2 separate regions of the Mus musculus genome follow, and region 1 is linked to region 2. The links are chromatin contacts, called in public HiChIP or PLAC-seq maps. All regions are on one chromosome and are shown on one strand. The core of a region is the stretch at or near the end of the contact, and the rest is flanking DNA. Distances in the headings are between cores, read along the strand shown.

Region 1 (3,588 bases), core at 908-3,407, 570 kb after region 2:
ATATTTTTGAATATTCTGCTTTTGATATCAACTACTGGAATTGTTCAGCTTCATTTCTGGACTGTTCCTTTGTGTAGAGAAACACAGTTGATTTTATTTCTGACCCCTGTTATTTTGCTCAACTTTTTCATGGGTCCTATTTGTAATGAACGGAGTGCCAGCTCATCTCCAAACGCATGCGGTTATGACCCTCTTCCTTCCAATTTACATGACCCTTAGTCGTGCTGCCTAGGCTGCTGCCAAAGGTTGTGGAAAGTACCTCTAGGACAGTGACAACAGAGGCGGTGAGGATGGAGATGTCTTATTTCTAGTCTCAGGAAATAGAAATGCTGATTATTTTAATCAAGTGTGACATTAATTACAAGCACAATGTTGTATCTCTCCATCACATACAGAGGTCTAAGGACAAATTGTGGGACCTGGTTCTTTCCTCTCACCATAAGGGTCCTGGAGATCTAACTCAGGTCGTCAGGACTGAGTCCTTTACCCACTGATCCATCTGGACGGCACTCTTGTGGATTTTCAATTGTTGATTGCTATGGTGTGTTACACTAAATCATGTTTAAATAAAGAGTACATTGCATACTTATAATTTCATACCACTGTTTCTAGATAAGGCAAGGGAATAAGGAAGATAACACGCACATACATGACCTTCTCTAGTTCCCCATTTACCTTTACTGGTGCCTTGTGTTTTCTTGCTCTATTCCGCTGGGTCCGTCTCCAGTAACTGTAGGTGACTGGCCTCTTCTTGTAGCTTCTCTTACGCTTTCTAGTTTCAAGACATCGACTGGGGAGTTGACTCAAGGAGTTCTCCACACTGTCAGGCTGCAAGTTCCTCTATAAAGCAATGTTGGAGATGCCATGTGAGTGACTTAGAGCCACCTCTGTGCCGGACACACTGCAACCACACATGAACTAAAGCAAAATTCAAAGGAACAACACCCCACTCTCGTCTCCAGCAAAGGAGTCACTGTCATCTTGTGCTCTTGGCAAATGCAGTGCCCCCAGTACACAATTCAAACTTTCTGCTGTCATAAAAGTAAATGCTGGAAAATGCTTCAAAACAATTGTTAGACAATATCACAACACACCAAGTACTGACACAAGCTTTGCTATACCATTTACAGTATTTATAAAAACTTAAGTTTCTTCCTTCCACATGACATAGTATTAGAAAGACACTTCCAAGAGTATCAACTTGAAACTTATAGATTCCGTGGTATATAATGTAAATTATAGCTACAGACCAGTCAAAGAGGCAGGAATTCTGACTTGTTCTACTAACTGTTTTGAGTTCTATTTGAGATTTTACGATGTTAGGGGAAATGGGGATTTTAAATGGAGTTTGAAATTTTTCTGTGCCCCATTGTAAAGAAGGGCACAGATTCTTTTGATACCCACAGCCACACTTAGGACTAACTTCCTACAACTCTGCCCCACCAGTAATGCAGGGGTTAATCTACTCATGAGGCCAGAGTCATTGGAATGTCACCTTTGGAACGGCCCTCACACAGCCAAGAGTGTGTTTTTAATGTAGGCAGCAGTCAATCCCATCGAGCTGACAGTTGGTTACCAAGTACATACACTTCACAAATAGGTGTCTCCAGAGCCATAGGGAGCAGATACATCATTACGGCAAAGGACGTGAATCCAGTGTGGAAGAGAGAGACGCTGCACGTGCTCTCTCACTACACTCTCCACACAAGCCAGTACAGTAAGAGCCTTGCTGATAATGCGGAGGCCAGGAGATGCCCCAGCCCAGGCTCACGCCACACCTCAGGCTGCTCCAGCATCCAGGGCTGTCACTGCTTGACAGTGAGACACCGGACACAGCAGCTGTGGCACCGGAGTCTGGACCAAGAGAAGAGTGCGGCTGAGGACAAGTGTCCCTGCAGAGTCAGGGAGTGTGGCGGCTCAGCCACGTCAAGACCTAGGGAGACAGCCTGTGGGCTCAGCCCTGCATAGGCCTCGCAGAGCCGAACCGCCTGCACAGGGCAAAGCGGAGGAAACCGGAACCCTGCCGGTTCCTGCGGGCAGCACTCACCATGGCGCCCCCGTCCGCCTCCGGCAGCTGACTGGCCTGAGGCACCCGGACACCCCAGCTCAACTGACCGATCAAATGTAAAGATGGCGCGAGACAAAGCCCCCGCGAACTAGCGAACCCGCCAAGGCCCGCCCCTGTGCCCGGGCTGCGCTCCTGATTGGACCGCCCCTCAGTCCCCGCCCCATCATCGTGCCTTGATTGGCCACAGATAGCACCAATCGATGACTTGAGAAAGGCAGACTACCCCAAAAAGTGGCTGCTGCGAAATATTTTCAGTTTTGTTTTGTATTTTGTTTTTCAAGACAAACCCACGCTGGCCTCGAACTCATGGCAGTCCCTCTGCCTGGGCTCCAAAGCGCTGAGATTACATGAGTTGACCGCTATGCTCCCCTTGTCCGAAGGTAAAGCTCACTCCAGGTGGATGACGAGATTAGCATTTAGTTCATTATGTGAATTATGTCATGTGAATTATGAACTGTACATAGGAATATATTATTCACAAATGTAAAGAAAACGATGACAATTATTTTTAAATTTCAAATAACGTTTTCTTGTGTATGTATGTGTGTGTGTGTGTGTGTGTGTGTGTGTGTGTGTTTTGTCTTTGATCTTTGGCCCCAGAACTTTTGAATAGAGAAGCTGACAGAAATCAAATAGAAACTATCTGTTAACGAGAATGTCAAGTACAAATAAAATGTGACACACATTGTCATTTAAATTTTCCTGGAATTCACATTGAAAAATTAATCTGACTGTATTAATAGGAAATATAAGCCCCTCAAAGAGCACCCAGTGGCCAGGCCCTGCCCCTGAGGCCCTCCAACCACTAGGCTCCACCTACAAAACGTTCTATAGGCCAAAACTGCAGGTTAAGCTCCGCCCCATAAGAAAAAAAAAAAAAACCCTTAAGCTCAGAACTTCAAATCTCACCAACCCCTGAGCTTGCCCCAAGATCCGGACTTCAAATCCCACCAATCCTCATCCTGGAAAGCTCTGTGCCCGCCCCCTTCCCCAAGAAACCCCTTAAAAAGTCCACCTCCAGCTCCGTTGCTCCTTGCTACTTCTTTCCAGAGCAGAGGCAGCTACCTACTTGTGTTTTGTCCGAATAAATCTCTTGTTGTGAGGTTTGTTGTGTGGTGTGACTTTGTGCTGTTCTTTGGCTCCCATCTGCCAGGACACTTTTCCCCTCGGAACTGTAACATTTATGGTGTCCTGACCTGAAGAGGCTCCTCCTCCTGTCTGTGCACCCCCTTGGGGTCTGAGCCATATTGGGACCCATCCTTCACCTCCAGTCCATCTGCAGCAGACTGGCGTTCTGACTCACGGATAGCTCAGCGCCTCCCCTCTCAGCCCCCCAGGCCCCATCCACCAGCGGCATTAGGTAAATTTCCCATTCGGTCAGTTCAAACACTTCCCTGAGTCTGCGGAAGTGGCTATTGAGTTATTTGGCGCCCCTCTGGTACTCTTGGAGGCAGAGGTACCCCCCCACACCCCCAGCCACGGTCTTTGAGGCTACGGCTGGCTCTCTTCACCTGCCCCCT
Region 2 (3,475 bases), core at 683-3,182:
CAAAACTGATCTTTGGTTACAAATTTCCCCCTTGTTCATCTCTAGTTGGAGTCCTATTTCTCCCCCACTGTACTGGCTCCTATATCTAGCTGTACAATCCTTTATACCAGTTCTTAACCTGTAGGTTGTGACCTCTTTGGGGGAGGGTCACATATTATACCTGATACCATACTTGAATATCAGATATTTACATTATAATTCATAACAGTCGCAAAATTACAGTTATGGAGGAGAAACAAAATAATTTTACAGTTGGGGGACAGCACTTTAAAGGGTCGCAGGACTAGGAAGGTTGAGAACCACTGTTTACACGGCCTTCCTTATCGTTCTTTGACAAGCCACAGAATACTTTTTAGTGTAACTGCTAACTAGACACAAACTGGACTTACAGCATAGACAGTTGAAGCCTGTTCCCCTGGCACTGCCTCCCTGGCATAGCTGTAGCCATTTTGCTTCTCGCCTGCCAGTATGAGTGCCATCTCATACTGCTGCCACTGAAATTAGACTGACTGCTGACCCAGAGAATAGTCTGGCTCAGACCGTGGTCATGTTGACCATATATCCCGGTATGTTCAGAGGTTTGTTACCATGTTTTGAGGACTGTTCTTCTTGCAAACTCCCCAATTGCAGACTTCACTCAGAGCTAAGCAAGATAGAAGTCAACTTGAACTGTTATGTCTAAATTATTTAAACACACACACACACAACTTGGAAAAAGGCCAATAACCCTACAAGCCCTCCCCGCAATTGCTTGTGAGTTCATTATGGGTTTCTGCCTATATAAACTGACCCTGAAACGAAGTTCATGATAGTAGCATTCAGTTCCAGAGTCTAAGCTATGTCTACCGACCGTGGGGTGTGCATTCAATACACTATCCCTGTCTGACTGAGATTGATATTCCTGTGGTTTGTGGGGCGACTCCTGGACCCTAACAGGGACCAGCTCTGGAATTCCTTTCACTTCAGACTGTGGAACCCCGTCCTCCTCCATTCTCATGCCTCTAGAAACACCTAAAGACTCCTTCACAGATAGGAAGGCAGCTCTTGACTAAACAGACTCTTTACCGATTTACTAAACACGGGCTATGTTCAACAGAACCCAATGGGAAGAGAATTGGGCCCGGATACGTGTTTCATCTCCAGAAAAAAAGCCTGGGGCCCCGAGGCCGTCAGACATTTGTACCACGCAAGCATCCATCCTGCATCCCATCCATGGCTTCGGTCCGTCTTGCAAGCCACACATAGCACTGGTATCCAGACCACCCATGAACGAAGCAGGGAGCTCACTGGGCTAAGTTCGAGCCTCCTCCTCCCACTCTAGGAAAGTGAGCTAACAGTGAGATCCTCTGCATTCACGCGGTAGCCGGCGTCCCGTGAGGCCGGCTACTTAGCGGGAGAGATGGCGCCCGCTGCAGGTGTCGGGAGAGGTTCACCCACCTGTCTCGACCTAGAGTCCGCCGGATTCACTGAACCGAGAAAAAAGAAAAGAAAAGGAAAAAAAAAATCACTTTTGAAAAACGACTTCGTTTTTGTTAGCAATACCCAGATAGGAGCTAGCCGAAACCGGAAGTTGCATCACCTCCGGTCGCGCCAGGCAGTGACAGTCCTTAGCCCCGCCTCTGTTCCTAAAGCAACGATGGCCGCTCCCGCGTACGACACTATTGCTAGCATTTCTCGAATTGGGAGGGACTATCGATTTTCATCACCTGCTGTAGTTTTCCTCAGCAACTCTTACTCATGCATTCATTTTATTTAGGCTTGGTTGGCGGGTGAACTGGGAGCTAGGAAAGGCGACGTCGGATGTAGAGTAGCGCCATCTTGTACGGACCCTGAACGTTTAGCACGCCGAGCGTGAGCTTACATCGGGCAATACTTGTCAGAGAGGAAAAAAAAAAATAGCGTTTTTACGCGATGGCGTATTTCCGTTTCCTCTCTGCCAGGGCGTTTTTGGTTGGACGGTCTTGTTGCGGAGGGAGGGGGAAGATTGTTTGCTCCGTAGACGCTCCCCGTAAAGCAAGGTAAACTGAGGTAAAGCCGGGAAGGGGCATTTTTTTTTTCGCCTGGTTACATGGGATGGCTGGGACTCAGACGCTGGGTCCGCGGAAGAGTATGCGCTTGGAGCCTGGAGGCTCAGATGGCCCCCAGGGCTGGAGAGGCAAGGTTGGGGGATAGAAGGTGAATTGCAAAGCCGGACCGAGGGGGACGGGCTTGGTAGAAAAAGGGTGTGGAGGAGAGAGGGTGGGGCTCAGAGGGAAGTTTGGAAGGGGAGGGACTGTGGAGGGAACAGGGACGCGAGCAGAGTCGGACCTAAAGTCCTTGAGGCCGGAGGAAAGAAGTTGAGGTGGGGGACTGGTCGGATCTCGGGAGTGTGTGTTGGGAAACCAGTGGTATCTTGGGGAGACCCAGGACGCGGAGGAGGCTGCTGGCCAAGGTTCTGATGCTGACATCCTATGTAACTTGACCTTTGTGTCTCCTGCAGCTCCCCAGAGGCGCATCTCCCACCCTCTGCTTGGACTTAGCTTTCTCTCCATCTGCCACCACAGCCTGGAGGCGCTTGCCTCCACCCTCCCGAATGGTGCTCCTCTTCCCAGGCGTCGGCCCAGGATCCAGGCCCCCTTTGCTCCTTGAGTTGGAGCTGTTGCCGCTGGGGTCTCTTGGTGGGCTCCCCGTGGTGAGGTGTGAAGAACTTTTGCACAGACGAAGCTTTAGTTATAAGGACCTCCTCAGCAGTTCGAAGCTCAGCCTCTAACTGAACGCGAGGCCCATCTGTGCTGCTTCTCTTCGGCCTTTGAGAAGAGAAAGCCCTATTCTGTTCCATCCAAAGTCCAGGAAGCCTCAAACTGGGGCCCTGCTCCCAGCATGCCAGCCCTCTCTTGTGCATAGGGCTTTGCCCTCTTCCAGCCAGCATGGCTGATCTCAAAAAGGCTGCAGGGGGCCGGGAGACTCCGCAGGGGGAACTTCGGTCAGAGGTGGTAGAGGATGAGGGCCCTAGGAGCCCGGTCGCAGAGGAGCCTGGAGGAAGTGGAAGCAACAGCAGTGAGACCAAATTGTCCCCTAGAGAGGAGGAGGAACTGGATCCTAGGATACAGGTGAGAAGGCTGATGGAGGAGGTCAGAAGTCCAGAGGCCAGACTTGCTGAAGAGCTGTGGGATCAATGAGGCCTTAGACTCCTCTCTCACAGTGGGCTGGGGTGGGAAAGGGAAGCAGACATGTACATAAAACGTGGCGGTTCAGTGTGACAAGTGTGACAAGTGCTGATGGAGAGCAGGGACCCTGCCTGAGTGCTTGGGGCATAGAACCACTCATTGTTCTTCTTTCTGAATAAGCAAAAAGATTGCTAGCTCAGGTATCTTACATATCCTGGAGGCAAGAGGAGATGGCTGAGACTGGGAGGCAGTTTGGAGGCTGAGGAAATCTCCCCCCCCCCCCCCCCACCTTTTACCTTCTTAGATATGTCTCTCAGAATCATTTTGAG

Evidence for each region. HiChIP or PLAC-seq counts read pairs in DNA pulled down with a chosen protein or histone mark.
Region 1: an H3K27ac HiChIP or PLAC-seq map of epiblast stem cells shows a contact between it and region 2, with 5 times the contacts expected there. The contact joins the promoter of Zfp39 here to the promoter of Sh3bp5l in region 2. A contact is called at or near these places in 7 of 39 promoter capture datasets (the C10 cell line, cranial neural crest, embryonic stem cells and 3 more), 4 of 484 Hi-C or Micro-C datasets (cortical neurons, embryonic stem cells, pre-B cells and 1 more), 11 of 115 datasets of contacts at active chromatin or transcription factors (acute myeloid leukemia, astrocytes, cardiomyocytes and 6 more) and 2 of 9 other capture datasets (liver and macrophages).

The regions. Positions count from the first base shown.
Region 1 is chr11:58,902,068-58,905,655 of GRCm38.p6, forward strand. It overlaps Zfp39 (zinc finger protein 39), which reads right to left and starts at 2,158. Exons shown (of 5, transcript NM_011758.2): 1 at 2,048-2,158; 2 at 676-840. The coding sequence starts at 2,050. Gm12257 (a long non-coding RNA gene) reads left to right here and starts at 2,279. Exons shown (of 4, transcript XR_879896.2): 1 at 2,279-2,448; 2 at 3,222-3,428.
Region 2 is chr11:58,328,775-58,332,249 of GRCm38.p6, forward strand. It overlaps Sh3bp5l (SH3 binding domain protein 5 like), which reads left to right and starts at 1,933. Exons shown (of 7, transcript NM_024480.5): 1 at 1,933-2,018; 2 at 2,480-3,089. The coding sequence starts at 2,907. It also overlaps a transcript of Zfp672 not described here.